Linked DNA regions of Mus musculus: regions 1, 2, 3, 5, 6 and 7 are each linked to region 4. Evidence: chromatin contacts called from public HiChIP or PLAC-seq and promoter capture Hi-C data. All regions are on one chromosome and are shown on one strand. Each heading gives the region's core, a stretch centred on a gene start, on an enhancer-like site or on the middle of the called end of the contact. The rest is flanking DNA. Distances are from core to core; before and after follow the strand shown.

Region 1 (2,933 bases), core at 92-2,591, 870 kb after region 4:
TGTGTATATGTGTGTGTGTGTAATGGTAGTGGTGGTTTGGGGACAGACCCCTAGCTCAGGCCTTGTATATTCAAAAGCTCCATCCCCAACCTGTTTTACAACTTGTTTTACAGAGGCCTGTGGAACAGAACAAACACAAGTCAGTGTTCTCATGAAGAAGACACTGATGTGAGAAGAAAAGCAAACTTGTATTTCCAATGGGATGTGGTTAGGAGGGGAAACAGTAATAAGAAAATGAAACGGTGTATCCATCGCTGGCCTCAAACAGTAACTTTTCTGTACTTACTGAGGTCATCTTTCTTCCCTCCATTTTTGGAACAGGATTTTATTCTGTACTCAACTCCAGGCTTGCCTAAAACATCATAGCCCAGGCTGGCCTAGAACTCCAGGTAATCTCTGCTCAGAGATTATGAACATGACTACCAAGCTTAGACTTCACTGAGGGTACACCAATGGCTTCAACCTATGTTTTGAGAAGGTTTAGGGGAGGTGGCCCAAGACAGCAATATCAGTTACTTGGAGGTTAAGTAAAGAAGGTTCACATGAGCCCAGAAGAACAAGACTAGACTCCACTCTCAAAAAGCAAAACCAAACAAAAGTTCATACAGCATGTTTAGGCTGCTGTTATGTGAAATGGAGAAAAAAAAAAATCTTGTCACTGTCATTATTGGCTGTGACCGTGGCAAAGTTCCTTAACTCCGTGGTTGTCAAAAGGGGAAAGTCAGGAGTCCCCAAACGACAACACTGTTTTGCAGACTCAGCAAGATGACACTAATACTCTGGTAAAGAATAAACTGGTAAAGAATAAACGGCCAACAAAGACGGACCACCAAAACTATTAAGATTAAGACCATTTATTATTATCATCATTGTAGTCACCAGTCGGCACCTCGTTGGCACTGAGGGCAAACTGTGCCACCTGAGCAGCTTGCAGGCTGGGAACGCGGAGCCCGCAGCTGACACGGGAGCCAGACCTGGGAACTCCCAGGGACTGGCCCGGGAACAGCGCCCGAGCCGCCGGGGCAGGGCAGGGCCGATCGGGGGGATCCGAGGAGGTCGGGCTGCTGGGGGAGGGCAGGGCCTGGCCACGGCGTCCTCTCCGCCCCTCCCGTTGGATCCCGGCATCCCTGCCCCCACCCACCCCGGCACCCGGTCGCTCCCGCCCCCGGGCTCCGGCCCGCACCGTCTCGTCAGGTTCCATGCGGATCTTGAAGGTCTGCTGCTGCAACGTTTTAAGGGTGATGGTGACGGCCATGGCGGGGCCGGAGCAATGCGGCAGCCCCGGGATCCTCGTACTACATGCAACTCACGCCGCCGCCATCTTAGCGCCCAGCCGCGCCGCGCCAAGCACTTCCGGGGCAAGTGTGCAGCGCCCGCCGATCGTCAGCGCCGGTGACACCCTCCTCGACCTCTAGAGCATGCGCGGCTGCACCTTACCTTAGACATGCGCAATCTTAGCTTTGTGAGCTTTTGCTGTGTGCACCAGCATTCCGCTGTCTTGGTGACATCATTTCTGCTAACAGTGATGTCATTATACCCACAAAATGGCTCCTAAGGACTTTTAAAGTTTTTAAGGTGTTTGTTGTAGATTTCTGCTCCTAAGTTATTTTTCATACATTCTGCCTATTTCAAGTGACCCAATTTGGATCTGGTCAAAATAAAAGGAATCTTAGCAGAGGACTGCCTAGAAGTTACCATCAATCAATGTAGAGGAGGGCAACTATGTGACCCCATTTTCAAGGACCATCTTAATTTTTGGAATAAATTTACACTTCTAGTTCATGAGTTCCCCACATCTTTGTAATCCTGCAATGACCTACCTATTCATCCAAACATTTTCAAGGTTCTTTTATATTAAATATGTAATTCTCCCCTCCATAAATTTTCCTTACTTACACCAACTCTTAAGGTACCTACATTTTTCGTGGGGGGAAGGGGTAGTATTCATGAAGCTTTAGACCACCCTCACATACCAAAAAGTAATGAAAATGTCAGACTCAGGATAGGGCAGTTCATCAGGGTGATTTAAGGGACTCTCAAACAGAACTAACATCACCATCCTCTTAGATGCTTGCTTTGCCCAGTGTTTCTATCCACACCAATGATCAGGCAATTAACCAAGGCCTGCCTCCCTCCCTTCACTTGAGTCTAGACTCCAGAATTGAAAGCTAGATCACAACTTTCTTGTGAAGAACACAGGCTTCCTCCTGCCCATTCTTCAACCTACTACACTAGAGTATAAAAGGCAGCCTTGAGACTCAACAATGAGTCTCTTCTTTTCCTTGTGGTGGGGATGGAACCCAGGCCATGCTAGCTAAGTGTCCAACTGAACTACATAACCCAATCCTGGAATCTATCTTTATCAGCTCAGTCCTAGAACCATGGGCCCTTGGGGAAAGTAGATCACTGTCCCTGAGCTCAGTCAGTCCCTTTGACTATTATCTACCAGCATGCACCCCACTACTGTGAACTTTGCTCAGCTTTCCTAGGTGTCAGTCCAACAGATCCATCCCACTTTTAACCAAGATGGCTAATATTTGAATTCACTAAATTCTAGTCAGTCTGTCAATGAGGTCTGTGCTAGAATCAAAACTTACACGTCTATGAGTTTAGGATCAAGACCTGATGGCTACTCTCCCATTTAGAGACTATGGGATACATATAAATGACATTTCTGAGACTCTGCAAACTCCAGTAGCTGAAACATACGTCACCCGCACCTGAGAAAGGCTGCTTTTAGCTCCTGATGTACATCCTCCCAGAGAAGGAGACACAATAGGGAAGACACAAAACTTAATTTAATAGAAATTTTGTTTGTAGTTCTTACACTCTCAGTGTGAGCTGTGCTAGAACTGGCTGCCCCACAAGTGGCCCAGTCCTGGGGGCAAGGGAGAAAGGGGATGAGAAGAGCCCCATTCTTCCTCAGTGCGGGG
Region 2 (3,051 bases), core at 357-2,856, 900 kb after region 4:
GGTATACCCCTCCCCCTTGAATCAGCACTTGATGGGGCAAAGGCAGGCTGATCTCTGAGTTTGAGGCTAGCCTGGTCTATAGAGCTTCCAGGACAGCCAGGGCTATACAGAGACAGAAAGCAAGCAGAGGGAGCCCTGAGTAGGTAGAGTCCAGCCTGAATGTATATCTTAATCTGGGCACAGGAGTCCAAGACCAATTGACCCCTGGAAAACCTGTCTAATCAATTACCTATATGAACCAGGCTCAGGAGGAACGGCAACTCTTTCCCTAGAGTTCCAGAATGATGGCTTCCAGATAATCAACCAGTGTACAAAGGCTAGCAGATCTGGCTTCCTCTCCTGGTGTTTGCAGGCTAGGATTGCTCACCCCCAGATTCTTCCTACCAAGACTAGCTGTGCTGTATTTAATAAATAGCTGAGGGTCCAGGTTGCAGCCATAGCATTAGAGAAGCCACCGGATCCCAGTTTCACTGTGTGTCTGTCCTTTCTTCATTCCCTCACATAGCATTTCAGGCCCCAAGCTGCTAGGGATGTAGCAGCAAAAACAGAAAGGGTTGAAAAGATGGCTCAGAGGTTAAGTACTGGTTTGTCCTGCAGAGGACCAAGTCTAATTTTAAGCACCCATATGGTGGCTCACAATTGTAATTCCAGCCTCAGGGGACCTGAACCTCTTTTCTGGCCACTATGGGCACTATGCACACACGTAGTATAGAAATAAATATATGCAGTCAAAACACCCACACCCGTAAAAATGTGTATTAAAAAACCACTTAAACACAAGAGATCCCTCTAGATGGCTCAGTGGGTACAGGTGCTTGCCTAGTCTGATGACCTGAGTTGCATCTCCATGACCCACACGGTGGAAGGAGATTGTGGACTCGTTCAGGCTGTCCTCTGACTTCCACACTCCCGGAGTGGATGGCACATAGGCATGCACAAAATAGGTCAAACGTAAAACAAAAATAAAATTCAGCTCATCGATGAAGAGCATCAGGGAACAGGAATTAGGTTTTCAAAATCCATGCCAGGAGGCTTATAACTAGGGGATCTGATGCCCTCTTCTGGCCTTAGTTGGAAGGTGCCCAAAAGTAGTTTAAATCATATATAACATGTAAATAAAATAAAATGAAGGTTGTTCCTAGGTGGTGCCTGCCTTCAATTCCAAGGCAGAGAGGCAAGCTGATCTCAGAGTTCTAGGTCAGCCTGGTTTACAGAGTCCTAGGCTGGGACATAGTGGAACCCTGTTCCAAAAGAATTTGATCTGGGCACTAGTGGCGCATACTTTTGATCCCAGCACTCTAGCCGCAGAGGCAGGAGAGTGTGAGTTTGAGGCCAGTCTGATGTACAGAGCTAGTTCTAGGACAGTCAGGGAAACACTGAGAAACCCTGTCTTAAAAAGACACTGCCGCCACACAAACTGTAGATCGAAGGGGCGGAACTCTGACGCAGTGTGAATTCCTCAAACTCTTGAGGGCCACAGGTGACCCCGAGTCCCGCACCTACGCATTATGAGCTCAGACGCCCACCGGTCCATACAACACAAATCCGTCTGTTACCACATAGCACCAGCATAGCCCAAAAGGCAGAGCCAGTTCGGAGGGCCTTCGAGTTCGCCGCCCCCGGGGGGGGGGGGGCGGGGGCGGGGCCAGGGCGCGTTTCATTCAGCACGTGCTCGGGGCGGGGCGTGCAGGGGGCGTGGCGTGCGCAGAGGGCGCTGAGGCGGGAAAAGACGGAATGGAGCGCCACGGAGTGAGTGCGGTGCGGTTTCCCGTGTGCGGGCGGCGGGAGGCGGGCGACGGGGCTTAGGGCCGCGGGGAACAGAGACTTCCTCCACACATTCGAACCCGGGCCCTGTTCCCCGCGGTTGGAGCCGCCTCTTGCCGGGAGAGGCGAGGTTTCCTGACTAACGAGACGGTGGGGCCTGGTGGACGAGGCTGTGAGGGGGTGCGGTGCGCTTCAGGAGCTGGTCGAAGACAGCACACGGTGTAGACCAGGCCGGGCCTCGAACCCTCAGCGGTTGCCTGCCTCCGCCTCCCGAGGCTGAGGAGGGGTTCGAGGCGTGTGCCACACTCGGCCTCCTTTTAACTACTCTCCGCGGGAAGGTGTTAGCGCGCCCCCCATTGCGGCCCCGAGGGTCCTGACCCCGGGGCCTCCCTGCTAGCGCGTCCCTTTTGAGCTTCCCCACCCCGCCTCTCAGAGCTGGCTGCGCTCGCAGGTGGCCGCGCCTCCCGTGGAGTTAAAGGACCAGGAGCCGCCGGCGATTGTGGAGAGCGGAGAGCATCGGCAGAGTGAGAACCACGAGGAGACGCCCGGCTCAGTGGCCCCGAGGTGAGGAGTGACAGGCCCAGCTGCCCTTCCGGGGCCCCGCCTTGGTCACGTAGGTCATTCCACGTGGTCTGCCCTGGGCCTTGGTCCACGGGTGATTTAACACCTTCCAGGTTGGTGTTTTATGAAGCCGCAGAGGACAAGTGGAGCACCGTGGCGGGCCCGGCCTAGGTGTCCTCGTGAGGACAGCCATGAGACAGACCTCATATAGAGGAAGTTTACTGGCGAGAAGGGAGAGGTGGAGGAAAATAGAGAGCGAGAGCGAAAGAGGGAGGAAATGGAAAGATGGAGAGAGAGGGAAGATGGAGAGAGAGGAGGGGAGGGGAGACAGACACCAGAGCCAAATAGTCCTTACCTGTGAGCCAGGGTCTTACCTGGCTGTTGCTAGGTAACTCTTGGGCGGAGCCTACAGGAAATGCTAACAACAGGTGCCCACATTGGTTCTGGGTACTGGCAGTCTCCTTTTGATATCCACAAGGTTTAATTTCAGGATGCATAGAATCCTCATGTTTAGACTCATTTTCTCTTGGTTTTTGTTTTTCTTTCTTTTTCTTTTTTCTTTTTTTTTTTTTTTGGAGACAGGGTTTCTCTGTGTAACTCTGGCTGTCCTGGAACACACTATGTAGACCAGGCTGGCCACGAACTCAGAAACCCACCTGCTTCTACCTCCCAAGTGCTGGGATTAAAGGCATGTGCCACTGCTGCCCGGCTAGTTTCTCAATTCTT
Region 3 (3,186 bases), core at 458-2,957, 930 kb after region 4:
ATAATGAGGCATGTAACCTTCCATGGTTGCCTGCCCTCCTCCATTAGCCTGTTGTCCTCCGGTTACTCGTCTTAGCACACTGATTGTTGGGGCGTGTGTCTAGTGTGTGCTTGAGCATGCGTGCAGCCCAGCGGTCAGGGTTGATGGTCTCTTCCTTCGTTTTCTTTACCTTATTTCCTATGCTGGGCCTGACACTGGACCTGATCGGCTAGGCTGACTATCCAGTGAGCACCAGGTATCTTCCCGTTTCCATCTGTCTAGCACTAGTCTTAGACATGCACAGTGACACTTGGCTTTTGTGTCAGTGCCAGGGATCTGAACCTAGGTCTTTATGCTTTTCTTTTAAAGTTAATACGGTGCAAGCACTCCATGAAGCTAAGTCCCCAGCACTGTTTTACCCTTGTTGTCGTCTTTCGAGACAAAGACTATGTAGCCCTGGTTGTCCTGGAACTTATTATGTAGACCAAACAGACCTTTCAAATTCATAGAGATCCACCAGCCTCTGCTTTCCAAGTGCTGGGATTAAAGGCATCACTACCATGCCTGACTAGGTACCATTTTCTATAATGGATCTGATGTCCCCTATGGACACCGAGCAATGATGGTGTATGTGTGATATTATTGTACCCGTGACACCCCATTTCCCTACCCTGACTCATAGGGCACCAGAATAGAAGTATGGGAATAGCAGGCCATCTATCATGGGGTCCCGCACACAATGAGCCGTTAGGCAGAGTCAGGGCTGAGCTCTTCTGAACGGCATACTAGCTGCAGCTCCATCTATGGGTCCTAGCCCACCACACTGTAAACTTCCTAGCCATCCCCTTCAGCTCCATGCAGTAGCCAGTGAGGGTCCTCAGAGCCCCAGAGTGGGCTGATTTGAGGGGACTCCTTTTGCTAAACAGCTCAGACCTCAACACAACAGAGCAATTCAAAGCTAAAATAATTTGTGGCACCAACCCCCAGCTCTTCTGCTCAAGGAGGAACAGAGCTATGGTTGTTCTGGGCCCCCTACCTGATAGCGGCCTGAAACATCTGGTGTGTCTGATAATGCCTGAAAGGGAGCCGGTGCCAAGGCCCGCCACTAGCACCGTTGCTGCTGTTGTCTGGGAGAGTAAGGACTGCAGTGGTCTCCATGGGGGTCAAAGGGTCCCAAAGACCTTTCCCAAGAAATCTATCCTTCCTGGTCCACTCCTTGGAGAGAGACTTGAAACCAAACCAGAGGGGTCTTCTCAGTCCTGTGGGAGGTGGGGTGGGGGTGGGGAGCAGCGACCAGGACTTTTCTTTACCCAACCTGAATCCTAAAACTTTGAAGCCCCTATTCCTTGACATCTGATTGACTTTACATACAGGGTTGGTTTTCAGGGACCAGTTTGAAAACAGGCCAGGGTGAGGTCTATTCCTTGAAAGTGACACATCACAACTTTAATCCCAGCACTCAGGAGACAGAGGTAGGCAGATGTCTGTGAGTTCTAGGCCAGCCTGGTCTACATAAGCCAGTCCAGGACAGCCAGGGCTCAGTTACACAGAGAAACCCTGTTTCGAAAACCTTAAAAAAAAAAAAAAAGAAGCACACCACACACATATCGCACACACCCCTCCTTTGCCGTTTTGCTTTGCCTGGGTCTTATCAGGGAAGACAGCCAATCAGATGTGGGCAGACAGGAGCCCTCCAAGAAACTTTCCTAGCCTCATAGCCCATGAGGCAGAAGAGAGAGAGGAGGCCTGAGGTCCAGGGTGGACACCAGCCAGCCATGGCCTCAGCTGAGACTGTCTTACCCTCCATCAGTACACTCACCACCCTGGGACAGTTCCTGGACACCCAGGAGGACTTCCTCAAGGTGGGGCCAGTGTGAGTGTGTGGGAGGGGGCAGGTGGTCTTGCATAGGGCATAGTGCTTAGGGGTGGGGCGTCTATCTTACTTTAATATCCTCTGCTCTGTTTTTTGGGGGTGGAGGAGTGGGAGAGCCTCTGAGCCTTGTTTGGGGGAGATGTTCTAGGGGTCTGAGATCAAGGTGAGGCCTATTTCTCCAACAGGAAGCAGAATTCTAAGCTCTATATCTTAAGAGACTAGGCTCATAGAGACAAAGGTCCAGATAAAGGTGTCCTGGGATTTCCAGGCTTTGAGCTGTAATTTTCTGGGCTATGTGAAGACAGGGAAAGGCTAGGGAAAACGGAGTCGAAGCTGTCCCCTTTGACTCAGAACTCTGCAACCCCTTCTCCCATCCTGAATACTATTCTTGGTAAGTGTCTTAGCTGTCTCTAGCAAGACCTAATGGAGTTGTCTGGAGCTGAGAAAGGGGTTAGGGGAACCGTGTGGGTAAATGACAGGCACCAACGGTGTTTCCAGCCAGGGTTGTTTGAGGGCCAGGTACCCAGTGCCTACCATTCAAGCAGTACGCTCCCTCCCGCAGTGGTGGCGGTCTGAGGAGACGCAGGATTTGGGGCCGGGGCCCCCGAATCCCACGGGGCCGTCCCATCACGTGAGTCTGAAATCGGAGGACCCTTCCGGAGAGGACGATGAGAGGGACGTGACCTGTGCGTGGGACCCGGATCTTTTCCTTACAAACTTTCCAGGTTCCGAGTCTCCCGGCACTTCCCGGACCTGTGCCCTGGCGCCCAGCGTGGGGCCAGTGGCACAGTTCGAGCCGCCTGAGTCTCTGGGCGCCTATGCGGGTGGCCCAGGGTTGGTGACTGGGCCTTTGGGCTCCGAGGAGCACACAAGCTGGGCGCACCCGACTCCGAGACCCCCAGCCCCTGAACCCTTCGTGGCCCCTGCCCTGGCCCCGGGACTCGCTCCCAAGGCTCAGCCCTCGTACTCCGACTCGCGAGCGGGCTCCGTAGGGGGCTTCTTCCCGCGGGCGGGGCTTGCGGTGCCCGCAGCTCCAGGCGCCCCCTATGGGCTGCTGTCGGGATACCCCGCGCTGTACCCCGCGCCACAGTACCAAGGCCACTTCCAGCTCTTTCGCGGGCTCGCGGCGCCTTCTGCTGGTCCCACGGCGCCCCCTTCCTTCTTGAATTGTCTGGGACCTGGGACTGTGGCCACAGAACTCGGGGCCACTGCGATCGCCGGAGACGCAGGCTTGTCCCCGGGAACTGCGCCGCCCAAACGCAGCCGGCGAACTTTGGCACCTAAGAGGCAGGCGGCACATACGTGCGGGCACGAAGGCTGCGGGAAGAGCTACA
Region 4 (3,110 bases), core at 123-2,622:
CCTCAGAGTCAACTACCCTTTGGAGTCCAGGAGAGGTAGCTCATCGTCCACTCAGCACCGTCCACCCAGCACCGTCCACCCTGGCCACCCTCTATTACAGAGCTCTGGTGAGGGTAGGGATAATTTGTTTCCAAGAGTACATTTAGCAGTATCTGGAGATGTTTGTGTTGTCCCAGGCAGCAGACAGATGGAAGAGTACCAGCATCCAGAGTGTGAGGGTGGGGTTCTGATATCAACCTAGTGTGCAGGAGACCCTCCAGCAGAGTGCTCAGGCCCCTGGTGTCAGTGGCAAGGTGGGAAACTGACCACGTTCTGACAGTGCAGACTTGAAAGAACACCGAGTGAGGTTCTAGTTCAGTGGTACAATGCTTACTTCGCAGGGAGTATGCATCGTGTTCAATCCCCAGCATTGCATAAAAACAAAATTTAAAGATGAGCATCCAGAAGGAAGGAGAACGGCTCTCTTCCTGCCCAAAAGGGGCAGGTTATGTTGGTCATGTCTAGGCAATGGAGATTAGTTAAGAGCAAGGAACTAGCCTGACCGAGCCTCCATAAAATGGGAGTATGGCAGGCCCAACGTGCAAGGTACAAGAAGTAATGCACTTGGCTGGCGTCCGTAGTTACTACTTTTCAGGGGCCTAGGGTTGAGCCTTAGCAAAGAGTGTAGATACTCTGAGTCTCCTCCCAGCACGCCCTCAGTTCTGGGTCCAACATCCCCTTGCAGCTCCAGTTGTGTCGCGAGCAAACCAAAGCGGACCCCGAGCTAGTTGGGTCACGGCTGCCCAGTGTCGGGCCTCCTTATGAATGACACCGAACGGCGCCCGGCGACCCTTGACCCTCGGCGCCAGCCCGCCCCTCCCCCCCTGGCAGGTGGACAGCCGCTGCGCCGGCCCGCCGTGGCGTCAACCTCTGGCCCGTGGCCGCTGCCGCACTGGGCAGGGGCGGGAGACTGCAGCGCGCACATTGCCGCACGGGCGTCCGCCGGGCCGCCTCCCGCACCTCGCAGCGCCTGCCACCCAGCCACCCTCCAGCCGCCGCAGCCTCCGCCCCGCCCGCTGCCCGGGCCGCAGCCTGAGCCGCTGCCCCGCCCTCTCACCCCGGGACTGACACTAGCCGGGGCCGCCTGTCTCCGCCAATCGACGGCTTCGCAGGGGCAGCCCCAAGCCCTCTCGGGCTTCTCGGCCAATCACGTGCGTTCGCCCGCCCGACTGCGGCCTCACGAGCCCGTGAGTGGCGGAGAGTCTGCAACTCGCGTCACTCATCCAGGAGCCTATGGTGGCGCGGGAGGGTTCCGGAGGGCCAATGGACAGCGGCGTAGGGCTGTCAGTCAGGGAGGCCTGAACCAATGGGCGGTGGGCTGCGGGGGCGTCACGGACAGAGGACTTGGGCTGAGGCTCCCCCGCGGGCGGGCGCAGAGAGACGCGGGAAGCAGGGGCTGGGCGGGGGTCGTGGCGCCGCAGCCAGCGCAGCCAGCCCCAGGGGCCGCCGCCTCCGCTGCCCAGCGCGCTCCGGGGCCGCCGGCCACCTTAGCACCCGCCGCGTCGCAGCTCCGGGACTGGCCCCGGCCGCGACGCCGCCGCGATGGGCAACGCCGCCGCCGCCAAGAAGGGCAGCGAGCAGGAGAGCGGTGAGTGCCCGGCCGTCACCCTGATCTTCACTGCGTGCGGCCTGCCCGCGCAATGCCCATCACTGCATGGCCCCTCCCCCATATGCCCCCCCAATCTTGTCTGCCTGCACCCCTGCCTGCTGCCTGTTCACGTTGGGGTCGGATCACCGCAGAGATACTTTGCCCCCAGTAGGGCCTGGTGCCCATGGCCTACCATCCCCCACTGCAAAGGCCGTGCCCCCCCACCCAGCTGTCACTGCCAACCATTGCATGTATGACCGCCGGGGCCCCAGATGAGGCCCTGTCACCACACCAACCCCTCTTCTCCTAGTCCCTTTCTCCAGATTCTATACCCCCTCCCACTTCGTCACTTACCTTTCCCACACAGCGCCCCAATGCCTGACCCTGATCCAGGCTCCTGCCAGTTTCGGGAGTGCTGTGGGGTCCACGCTGCAGGGACCTTGGCCACTTGGTGACCACACCCCTCCCCCTCCAGCCCCCGCCATCTTTCTCCTACCCCTGCCCGATTCACCTCATCACAGCTCCCACCTCCAAGCCACCCCCACCCCCATGAGCATTTCCCGGGGCCACCTCCTGCATTGTTTTTCCCTTCTGTGTCACTTGGCATGGGGGACAAGATCTTTCTGGGTCCCTCTGCCCCTCTCATCCTGTCACTCCACCTCCTCCGTGCATTCGTCTGGCCCTGGCTGGGGTGGCAGACTGTTTATGAACCTAGAGAGCTGCTTCTGCGCTTCCTTATCCAAGTTGGAGCTGGTCTTGCTCAGAGCCATTACGTCTGTCCTTTTTCTTGGGTTGCGGGTGAGGTAAAGCGGCAGAGCACCCTCCTGGCCTACCCTGAGGTCTGGGTTCCTTAGAAGGCCCCTCAATAAATGGTCGTTTCACAACTGCGGTTCTGTCGTTCACCCAGCCCCTGGGGCTGGTTTGAAACTGCGGATGAAATGAATAGCAAAGGCTCATTCCACTGAATGGGGATGGTCAGAAGAATTGCGCGCATTGGGGTAACGCCATCCAGCAATAGGTGACAGCTAATGATTTGGTTTGCTTAAGACAGATGGATTCTGTGCATACCGAGGGCTCACCCAGAGGGAGGTATATCCACACACACATACACACACCCCCCCCCCAAAAAAAAAACCATGCTGAATTTTTCTAGCCAGGGAAAAAAAAGTGATTCTATATTTGAAATTACTTCAGAAAGGGCCTTGGGCCCTGTCCCCCAGTGCTTCATGTCTCAAAGTGGTGTCACTCCAAGCTAAAGCTGTACTGCAGCTGAGAACAGCTTCCAGTTACCCAAAAAGGAGGCTCTGATCAGCTGTGCCCTTCTCAGTGTCTGAGTCCCCCGAATGCCACTCAAGAAGCCCAAGAACTTTCTGCCCCTCCCCCCCCCCTTCAACCAGCAGAGCTCAGCCCAGCCTAGCAGCCTTAAGAGGCCTGGCATTTCACAGATGGGCGGGGGACAGAGGCAAGTGCTTGTAGTTGAGGG
Region 5 (3,023 bases), core at 98-2,597, 750 kb after region 4:
CCATGGTGGTGGTGGTAGCGGATGGTTGGGTGTGTGAAATACGGGCTCGACTGCTGGATGATGGACGTGGAAGGGAAGTGCAGCGCTGATGCCGTGGCCCGGGGGCTCCCTGTGTGCACACAGGCAGGGGAGAGAAAGGGTGTGAGAACAGCCACGTGGAAAAGCAAGACACAACGGCTGGCAAAAGGGCTGAGGGTCCTGAGGAAGAGGCAGGATGGGGCAGAAGCACTGTGTCAGGCACAAAACGCCTCAGTCATCTAAGTTAAAAAAAAAATCAATGCAATAAAATAAAATAAACTGGCAGGCTAGTACCTGAGGGCCAGCTGCTTGCTTTTATAAATACTGTTTGCCGGGAGCTGGCGTGGGGGTTAGCTGAGGCAGGTGAACAGCCAGCTACCAGCGCAGGGTTGGGTTGGCCTATTTAAAATTGTTAGGATGTTGCTTTTCTGGTTGGTTTGTTGCTATCTTGTAGCCGGGGCTGAACTTGATGACCTTAAATTCTGGACCCTCGCAGGCACGTGCTGGGCACTTTCTTGTTGTTTGTTTTCGGATGGTTGATTTTCTTTTGTCTTTGCAGTACTGGGGTGTGCTTTCTGCCACCACGCCTCAGTCCCAGCAAACTGTTACAATGTTACTTGCTTCTCATAAGGTTTTGCTCTTGTTTGGTTTTTGAGACAGTCATAGGGCCTCCAATTCTTGATCCTCCTGCCTCAGCCTCCTGTGTGCTGGGATTTCAGGTGTTAGACTCACCCTATGCTTTGCAACTGTTTTTACTGTTTAGAAACAACACACTAATATGTTACTTATTGCCGGTTGAGTTTTTTTAGTATCCTTGACATTTTCCTTCTTTTACCCTTGGCAAACACCTCACTTGCCCCGTCCTAGGTGTGAGCCTGCCTGAAAGGACCGACACCAGATTACCACAGCCCCGTGGTCTCTGGACAAGCAGACCCTGCCTGTGCAGGATCGGCACCCGGCACACACACAACTCCAAATGTGTAAGTGGATGCTTAGGCCCCCCTCATGTGTTGGCCCTGCCGCTGTGAACTCACAGTTCCTACCCCTGTACAGGCCTCAGCTCTTCCTCAAGTTCTCCCCCTTCCTGTCTGTTTCCAATCAGCTCACTCTTGCTCTCAGTTTCATTAGGGGGCTGAGGAAACTTGGCTTCTCTCTGGAGTTCATAAAAATGGAGCGCAGCAGGGTGGAGCCTGCCTCCCTCCTGCCGCCTGCACAAGGCCTGGGCTCCCTGCCCCCACCTTGTGGCCACCACACCCTGCCCCAGTGCTGGCTGCCTCTGGGCTCTAAGCCAGGAGGCCCCAAGGAGGAAGCCGGGAGGTAAACCTCCCTGTCGCGTCCTACAGAAGAGAAGAGAGGCATGGCAGATACAGGGCCATGTGCAAACAAAAGCCAGGCCTTTGCTGCCAGATGGGTGCTGAGGCGGAAGCAGCACGTGCAGGAGGGCCAGGTTCCCGGGTATCCTGCCTGGCCCCACCCTCAGGAAGATCCAGCATCTTCTCAGGGCCTGAAGATGCCCTCAGAGCAGCAAGACAGTCCTTTTCATGGTGAGCCTTGTCCTTCTGGCCCAGCCCTTCACTTCTGGGAAAAGCAGGGAGGCCCAGATTTGGTGCCGGTTTGCTCTAGGACAGACACCAGGAACCTGGACTGCTGAGCAGTACTCTTTCTAATCCACAGGAGAGCAACTTGGCTCAACTACTTGCTGGTGGGGGAGGGGGAGGCTGCATGCAGCTCCCAGTGAGCATGTGCAGACCATGCACCCAACACAGACTTAACACAGCCAGAGTTAGCATGTGGGAGGGATTCTAGGAACCGAGTGGGCAGCCTGGTTCTCAGAGTTACACTGCCCATCCCATGCCACCCCACTGCTGTGCCACGACCCACTTGGGGAGCCCAGATCTATAACTTAGATTGATCCCTGGCCCCCTGTTGCTCCTGGCCAGCTGCCCCTTGCTGTGGCTGCCTCCCGCAGTGTCCCCTTAAGCCCCGCCCCCATCTCTCACCTGGTCTGACTCCAGCAAGCACAGGCAGCGGGTGGTGGGTGAAAGCCATGCGTGGGGAACTGCCCTGAGAGGAGAGGGCGCTGCAGAAGTCCAGCTTTCCTGACTTCTTTAGAGAAGCAGGGCCTGGGGGGAGGAAGCAGCAACACGCAGGTTTAGCTGGCTGGGGTAGGAAGCCAGCTAAGCAGCCCGCTCCTTCTCTTCTCAGCACCCAGCAGCCCTTCCTCCACCTCGGGCCCTGCTCTGCTCCTCCTGGGGCCTGACCTCAGGGGTGCAATCTGGCTACAGTTGCTTCTGCAGAGAGGAAAATGAGGCCCCTGGTAACATGTGGGAGGATATGCTGGGCAAGGGTGGCTGGCAGAGGAAAGCATCCTGCTCCTGACGGTCGATAAAGGAATTAAAATGGGTACAAGGCTGGCATCTAGGAAGGGATGCACGAGGAGCCCACAGATGCCTGCTGGAGAGCCATGAAAGGAGCCAGAGCGCCAAGGGTGGGACGCACAGGCTGGGGGCTGTGACAAGACACCCTGGCCTGAAGAAACCAGCACTCTCTTTCTGGAGAAAAGGAAAAGGGAAAGCATGGTTAGAAGCCCTCCAAAGCAGCAAAAGGAGAACAAAGGCAGGAGCCAGAGCTGGGAGCACCCTGGGAACAACTAGAGGCAAGGACTGCCCTGGCCATAGGGCTCAGAGAGTGGGGCTCTTCTCTGCCCTGTTGCCAAAGGCAAGGGCGGTATTAGCCAGAGACGGGTACAAAAAGACCCCCATCTGGGCTTTGCCTTTGACAGTCAAGAGATTGCAAGCCAACACCATCTCTGTCCAGTATGCACAGTTCCAGGTGACAGGCTGTCAAACAGCTCCCAGGAGCACACTCTTTCGGTATCTCTTATCCTGGACTTAGCTTCAAGGCCATGCCCAGACTGACCAGGCAAAGGTGGAGGTGAGGCAGACTTTGAGCTTCGATCTTTGAGGGATAAATCTATTTGTTTTTGATGGGAAAGGGGGCTGCAG
Region 6 (2,918 bases), core at 68-2,567, 990 kb after region 4:
ATTTATTATATGTAAGTACTGTCTTCAGACACACCAGAAGAGGGAGTCAGATCTCATTACGGATGGTTGTGAGCCACCATGTGGTTGCTGGGATTTGAACTCTGGACCTTCGGAAGAGCAGTCGGGTGCTCTTACCCACTGAGCCATCTCACCAGCCCTCAACTCACTTTTTATCCAAGGGTGGCCATAAACTCTTCATGTTCCTGCCTCCATTTCCTAAGTGTTACGACTCTGACTTTATGCAGTGCTGGGATGGAAGCAGGACTTCATGCATGCTAGACTAACAATCTATCACTAATACAGACCCAACTTCAACTTTTTAAAGTCCCTTTTATCAGAAGGTGACCAAAGGGCTGTAACCCAACAGCTCACCTGAGTGACATTCACATTCTGGTCCAGTGCGTACTGTATCAGCCCCGCAGCTGTATCGTGTGACAGGGAGTTGAGGTTGTACTTGACTCTGGTAAAGGACAGAGTTTAGTCCACACCATTGCAAAGGCAGGACGCAGCCTGCCTGTGTTGGTTGCTCTTCCCCCCACTCATGAAGGGACGCCTCACCGCCCAAGCATGCTGGTAGAGATCAGGTTTGGAGACAGGACGTCCAAAGCCCAACCCACAAAGTCTCCATCCTCCTCCATTTTCGCAAAGAGCCTCTCCCGCTCGTTCTCTGTCAAGGTCTTAGAGTCTGGGAAGAAAGTTAAAAGAAAAGGGGACAAGTGGTTGTTTCCCGATTCCGCTTTCCCCTCTGTATCTCTCCTGCCCCCCTGCACATACCCAGGAACCCAGAGTGCAGACATTCTGCACAGGCTCACCTGCCACTTTCAGGGCCTCCAGATCTGCCAAGCGAGACAGGGGGCAGTAACAGATGGCGTAGACCATGGGACCTTGGTAGGAAGAGGACAAGTCAAGAGTTCTGAGAGCAGGGTTCCCACCAGAGAGTACAGTACGTAAAAGCCACCTTGCGCCATCATCACCACGGCCCAAGGCCATCCCACTATCGCTTCCGGATCCCAAGGCCCAGCATGATCCTCACTCCGGTTTCCCTGAAAACTGCACCCCTTTCACCCACGCGCCTCCCAGCCCGCGGCCCTGGAAGCGCACCAAGCACAGGGCCTCGGCCCGCTTCATCCACGCCCAGAACGCACGGCTCCTTGAGACACACAGCAGGTACAGGAGAACTCAGACGACAACGACCCGTATTGTCCCTCTCCAGCTCGCTGAGATCCATGCTGCCTCTGCGACAGCCAACAATTGTAGAAAACAACACTGCAAGCGCAGGTCCCAGCGCGCGTTTTCCGCGAAAACTGCAGTGGCTCTTGATGCTGACCAATCGGCTCGCAGGATCCGCCCTCGATGCGCCCTCCGGCGTGGTCGTTTACGCACGCGCTGCTGTCGCCGCTGGTCTGCTCTTCTCTCCTGGGAATTGTAGTCTTTGAGGACTATCTCCAAGGGCGTGGTTTGTAATGGAGGGTGGGCAGGGTCACTTTGCAAGCTCCGCCCCGTTGCTGCTGGAGCCTGGCCCTCAGTGACTGGTACAGAGAGAAATAACGAGGAAATTAAGATGTAGTTAAGCAGATTGTTTGGTTTGTTTCTTTCGAGACAACTAATAAAGCCCGGCTGGTCAACCTTGAAGTCACTATGTAGCCTGGGATGACTTTCTATCCATAATCCTCCTACCTCCATTTCCTATGCTGGAATTACCAACCCTCACTCAACTGATATTTTTTGGAGGTTTACAAGATCAAATATCATTGCACAGGCGGAACACTGGTCTCACCGGGTCCCGGTCTCCTACTACCTCCATTCATGTTTGTAATGGCTATCTGTCTCTGTCTCTCTATTTGTTTGGGGGGTGGGGGCAGTGGGGGGAGAGTCTCACTGTGTCTCTCTAGCTGACCCAGAATTTGCTACATAAATTGGCCTTGAACTCACAGAGCTACACCCACCTTCCCTCCCCACCACGCTGCACAGAACCTCCGCTCCTAGTACTGAGTGTCCCAGATTCCACAAGGCTGAGGCCTTCTGACTCACATTTCCTGAAGTTAATGGCTCTCCAGGACACTGCTGCCTCTAGGACCTGTCCCTTATCATCTTTCTGAAAGAAAGCCTTCTGTACCACTGTGGGAGATGCCGGGCCCCAGCTGCTTCCTGTTTAGGCTCTGCACCCATCAGGCAGGTATCTTCCCTCCCTTCCCCCATCCCTCCTCTCTTCTGCTATCCCTTATTTTAGGAAGCTCCCATCTCCCGGACTCCTTAGCCACTCCGAGCACACTCTATTGTCTTCTTGGTCAATGAGACACACGCCCATCATTCCTCTATCACATGCTTCTGCTTGCCACCAAGTTTTTTTTTTGGGGGGGGGTTGTTTTGTTTTTTAAGACAGGGTCTCATGTAGCATTAAATAGCCTAAAATATTAAATTAAACATAGCCTTAAATATTATTAAATATCGCCTGGGTTGATCTTGAATTCTTGATTCTCCTGCCTCAGGAGTGCCTGAGTCACAGGCCTGAACCTCCAACAGGGCTTTCTCCTTCCAGCGTTTCCTGCTTTGTCCCATGGCTGTCGGAAAAGCTCCTGTGTCTGAAGTCAGGTGCCTGCTCCCCAGCCAACCTGAAGCTTCAGACTTTGGGCCCTAGTACTCACCTCAAACCAGCCACCACCTCAGTTCCTTCTCTTCCTGCTGTTTGTTTTTATTTTTCAAGACAGGGTTTATCTGTGAATCCTTGGCCGTCCTGGAACTCTGGGACTCATTCTGTAGATCAAGCTGGCCTCGAACCCAGAGATCTGCCTGTCTCTGCCTCCCAAGTGCTGGGATTAAAGGACCGCGCCCTCATGTTAAGTCCCTGCCCTAGATCTGCCAGCCAGTTCTGACTAGCATTGCCATGTCCCGTCTGTTGCTCACCTCTGCTCAGGGCC
Region 7 (3,296 bases), core at 21-2,520, 640 kb before region 4:
AGTGTCCATAGAAAAACTCCCACAGAGACACGAACATGTTTCCCTGGAAAGAGGATATAAACACACAAGCTTAACGGTCTCAAACTGGAATTATAAAACTGAAAAAGAAATTAAGTTGATCCAACTCCCCAAATGATAATGAAATATATTATTCCATTGTGTCTATTTTGTGAGTGTTTAATTCATCAGGCAAGGAAATAACATACAACAGCTTAAATAATGATTTGCCAAATGGTCACTTGAAAAAAAAATGTAAAAAGTAGCCAAATAACTGGCCAAATTATTTAATCGCTAAAAAGAATAACCACATTTCATTTTTGCCAAATATTATATTTAATATTTTGGATTCATACTTCCGTTTTTCATCCCTTGAAACTTGGAACAAAGAAGTTCAAGAATAAAAGGACCAACCGAGCAACAATTTCAAATCTACCACACATCAGATGTGGCTTCCCAAAAAATGAGCTCTTCTCAGCCTTGGTTGAGAGCGCGCCCAGCTGTCCCTGTCAGCTGACTCCGACAAATGAAAACACTACAAGTGGCTTACAAACTGAAGCATACAGGTTGGGAAACCGAGCAGATGGCATCCTGACGAATTCATCATTGTTCTAGTCAGTAGGTGAAGGGCAGAGACACCAAGAGGTTAAAAAACAAAAAACCCCACAAAATCTATACACTTGATATAACTGATCTTGCAATAAAACTCTTTTCGGGTGCTAAACGAAGGGGAGGAGGGATACCGGGAACTCCAGCCCTGGGATTCGCAGACACACCCTCTCTGCGCCCGGGCCCGAGGAGCTGTCAAATTCGAAATCCCCGCAAGGCAAGGCACCAGGTGTCGGTGCCAGACACGCGGATCAGGATCTTTAAAATGAGTCATCCCGTCGGCGCTTGTCGGGACGAAGCGGGCAGAAGTGCCAGGCGCAGGCAGGCCGTCCCGCCGAGCCCCAGGGCCTCGGGAAACCGAGTGCGAGCCCCGTGGGCACCGCGCCGTCCCGCCCCTCTCGCGCGCGGGAACGCTGCACAAAGCCCCGACGGCCCCCGCACCCTGCGGGTTATCCGCGGGACGCCAGCGAGGCTTGCGCAGCCGCACGCCAGCAACTCAGAGTGAGAGAAAAATAAAACAGCAGCCACCTCACAGGAGCGGAAGAACTAGGGGGAAGCTGGCACTGCCTCGGTTTCCCCAGCTGCAAACACCGGCAACGGAAACGACGCTCTACGTGGAGCGCTCCCTGCGAACACCGCGACCCGGAAGTCCGCACGGAGGCTGCGGGGGCGGGGTGTCTCTTGGCTCCGCGCCCCGCCTCTTCGTCTTCTTCCGATTGGCTCGCTCTCAGCCTATCGCCGGCGCGGAAGGAGGGGCCCGCGGGCAGGCGCGCCAGACGCTGGACGGTTCCCATGGCAACGGCGGCGGCCGCACTCCCAGCCCAGCGCCAACGAGTTCCCTGTGGACTCGGCCTGGGAACTTTGCTCTGGGCTTTCCGGGACTCTTCCACCGCGGGCGTGACCACAGCACTTTCACTTACATTTCCTAATCTGCGAAGTGATTATTTCCCATCTTTATGAGGCACAAAGGAAACTTGGGTCGAAGGCACTTTATGGATGACGCAAAAGAACTTGCGTGACTAAGTGTGTGCAATGAGAAGTTGCGAGTTTTTCCTCTGAAAACAAACATGGAACACTTAATTCATCAAACGTTCATTTCTTAACATCGTTTCTACTGGAGGAATAATCTGTGCCTTTTTTTTAAACCTCAAAAGTATGGTTTTTATGTGCTAGGTGGTCTTCTACAAGGGACTCGCACGCCAAACCAACCAGCAAAAGCATAGTATCAGGTGAAGCTGCCTAACAAAGTTATTAAGGGGATTAGGGAGTAGGGGAAGGGATCATTACATACAGCGGAATCAGCAAAGTAAGGATAAGCGTTACTAGAGGAGATGAGGGAGTGTGCTGGGCCAGCTTCAGGAGGAAGACTGATCCACAGGACAGTAAATGTAGAAGTCCTGGGTTAGGAATGTATTACAAAAGGCTGATGGCACAATAATGGGGTTGGTGGGTTGGATAAGAAAGAGCCAAGTGGAGAGAAGGCTAAATATAAAAGAAGTTAAAAATGAAACAAAAGAAATTCCTGAATTGGGCACGCTCATGCATGCCTGTAATTACATGCCAGCTGGAGGGTGATGTGGGCAGGGAGATCTGCAGTTCAAGGCTACTTAAGGATCTGCCTAAAAAAGTAGATAGATAGATAGATAGATAGATAGATAGATAGATAGATAGATAGATAGATAGACAGACAGACAGACAGTTTAGCCTCCTACCCAAACAAGATTCCTGGCTCCTTGGTCCCCTTGTCAGGACCAACCACTATTAGTTCCTTATACTTCCAAAAATATTCAAGCCAGTGTCTTGTCTATGCCCCATCCATCTCCGTGTTAGGTCTGATTAAGTGCGCAGTACATGCCTTTCCAATTTTTCTTTTTTTCAAGACAGGGTTTCTCTGTGTAGCCCTGGCTGTCCTGTCACTTTGTAGACCAGGCTGGCCTCGAACTCAGAAATCCACCTGACTCTGCCTCCTGAGTGCTGGGATTAAAGGCATGCACCACCACGCCCGGCATGCCTTTCCATTTTAAAGGTAGATTCTTCTTGTAGAGCATAAACCTATGAAGGGCAGACAAGCCACCACCTTTGCCCCATGGGAGTGAAATATTTCGTGGAGACCATCTCTCTCCCTGTCTCCAGTCAAGTTCTTGTCCCGCCCTCCTCTAAGAATGGAGTGGTCAGACAACAAAGACGTGTTATTGACACTCTGGGATTAACAGCCTTTACAAGATAAAAACTAGTTTAAACAGATTGCCATGTAGGATTTTACTATTCAGAGCCATTTGAACTCTCAGTTCCTGAAAGCATACAGCTCTAGCAGGTCACTGGACCAGCATGGTGGCCAAGCTGGGACTCAAGGCTCTGAAGCTGCAAGTCTGGAAGTCTACATCAGAGTAGGTATCACAGCAGTGGGTCTTGGAGTCAGGAAGCAGCTGCAGAGACAATTCCCTTCTTAGCCAGACTGCAAACTCTTGGAGAAATGAACCCTCTGCCTCAGCTGCTGGCCATATCCTGGAGCAGCCTCAGGTGAGCTCCCTGCCCAGAGTAGAAGGACCAGGGAGCCTCCAGTCAAATCCATCCCCCGGGAGTGTTGGAGGCAGCCTTTCTTCTATATGCTCCTGCAGTAAGCTGTTCTGTTTCTATAGCTTTGAGTATCCAAATTTATAGGTTACCAAGCAGGCCCTGATTGGCAAATC

Evidence for each region. Promoter capture Hi-C pulls out the DNA fragments that hold promoters and counts their contacts. HiChIP or PLAC-seq counts read pairs in DNA pulled down with a chosen protein or histone mark.
Region 1: a promoter capture Hi-C map of liver shows a contact between it and region 4, with 6 times the contacts expected there. The contact joins the promoter of Rad23a here to the promoter of Prkaca in region 4. A contact is called at or near these places in 8 of 39 promoter capture datasets (the HPC-7 cell line, cranial neural crest, embryonic stem cells and 5 more), 3 of 115 datasets of contacts at active chromatin or transcription factors (bone marrow-derived macrophages, embryonic stem cells and thymic regulatory T cells) and 1 of 9 other capture datasets (adipose tissue).
Region 2: a promoter capture Hi-C map of hippocampal neurons shows a contact between it and region 4, with 4 times the contacts expected there. The contact joins the promoter of Syce2 here to the promoter of Prkaca in region 4. A contact is called at or near these places in 9 of 39 promoter capture datasets (the 3T3-L1 cell line, cranial neural crest, embryonic stem cells and 6 more) and 2 of 9 other capture datasets (adipose tissue and liver).
Region 3: a promoter capture Hi-C map of second pharyngeal arch cranial neural crest shows a contact between it and region 4. The contact joins the promoter of Klf1 here to the promoter of Prkaca in region 4. A contact is called at or near these places in 6 of 39 promoter capture datasets (the C10 cell line, cranial neural crest, hippocampal neurons and 3 more).
Region 5: a contact with region 4 is called in an HNF4G HiChIP or PLAC-seq map of pancreatic cancer cells. The contact joins the promoter of G430095P16Rik here to the promoter of Prkaca in region 4. A contact is called at or near these places in 3 of 39 promoter capture datasets (cranial neural crest, frontonasal cranial neural crest and liver) and 1 of 115 datasets of contacts at active chromatin or transcription factors (pancreatic cancer cells).
Region 6: a contact with region 4 is called in an H3K4me3 HiChIP or PLAC-seq map of bone marrow-derived macrophages, with 2.3 times the contacts expected there. The contact joins the promoter of Rnaseh2a here to the promoter of Prkaca in region 4. A contact is called at or near these places in 6 of 39 promoter capture datasets (cranial neural crest, fetal liver, hippocampal neurons and 3 more), 1 of 115 datasets of contacts at active chromatin or transcription factors (bone marrow-derived macrophages) and 1 of 9 other capture datasets (liver).
Region 7: a promoter capture Hi-C map of pre-B cells shows a contact between it and region 4, with 3 times the contacts expected there. The contact joins the promoter of Elmod2 here to the promoter of Prkaca in region 4. A contact is called at or near these places in 2 of 39 promoter capture datasets (liver and pre-B cells) and 1 of 484 Hi-C or Micro-C datasets (embryonic stem cells).

The regions. Positions count from the first base shown.
Region 1 is chr8:84,839,311-84,842,243 of GRCm38.p6, forward strand. Rad23a (RAD23 homolog A, nucleotide excision repair protein) reads right to left here and starts at 1,342. Exons shown (of 9, transcript NM_001297606.2): 1 at 1,184-1,342. The coding sequence starts at 1,255. Calr (calreticulin) reads right to left here. Exons shown (of 9, transcript NM_007591.3): 9 at 2,778-2,933.
Region 2 is chr8:84,870,505-84,873,555 of GRCm38.p6, forward strand. Syce2 (synaptonemal complex central element protein 2) reads left to right here and starts at 1,607. Exons shown (of 5, transcript NM_027954.3): 1 at 1,607-1,749; 2 at 2,216-2,328. The coding sequence starts at 1,735.
Region 3 is chr8:84,900,275-84,903,460 of GRCm38.p6, forward strand. It overlaps Klf1 (Kruppel-like factor 1 (erythroid)), which reads left to right and starts at 1,708. Exons shown (of 3, transcript NM_010635.3): 1 at 1,708-1,841; 2 at 2,415-3,186. The coding sequence starts at 1,755.
Region 4 is chr8:83,971,606-83,974,715 of GRCm38.p6, forward strand. It overlaps Prkaca (protein kinase, cAMP dependent, catalytic, alpha), which reads left to right and starts at 1,373. Exons shown (of 10, transcript NM_008854.5): 1 at 1,373-1,627. The coding sequence starts at 1,582.
Region 5 is chr8:84,721,710-84,724,732 of GRCm38.p6, forward strand. It overlaps G430095P16Rik (RIKEN cDNA G430095P16 gene), which reads left to right and starts at 1,348. Exons shown (of 2, transcript NR_169084.1): 1 at 1,348-1,562. Nfix (nuclear factor I/X) reads right to left here. Exons shown (of 11, transcript NM_001371053.1): 7 at 2,019-2,141; 8 at 1-109.
Region 6 is chr8:84,964,759-84,967,676 of GRCm38.p6, forward strand. It overlaps Rnaseh2a (ribonuclease H2, large subunit), which reads right to left and starts at 1,318. Exons shown (of 8, transcript NM_027187.4): 1 at 1,102-1,318; 2 at 813-884; 3 at 559-685; 4 at 373-460. The coding sequence starts at 1,228.
Region 7 is chr8:83,331,216-83,334,511 of GRCm38.p6, forward strand. It overlaps Elmod2 (ELMO/CED-12 domain containing 2), which reads right to left and starts at 1,271. Exons shown (of 9, transcript NM_178736.5): 1 at 1,135-1,271; 2 at 1-43. The coding sequence starts at 37. It overlaps Gm32327 (predicted gene, 32327), which reads left to right and starts at 1,404. Exons shown (of 2, transcript NR_168721.1): 1 at 1,404-1,835.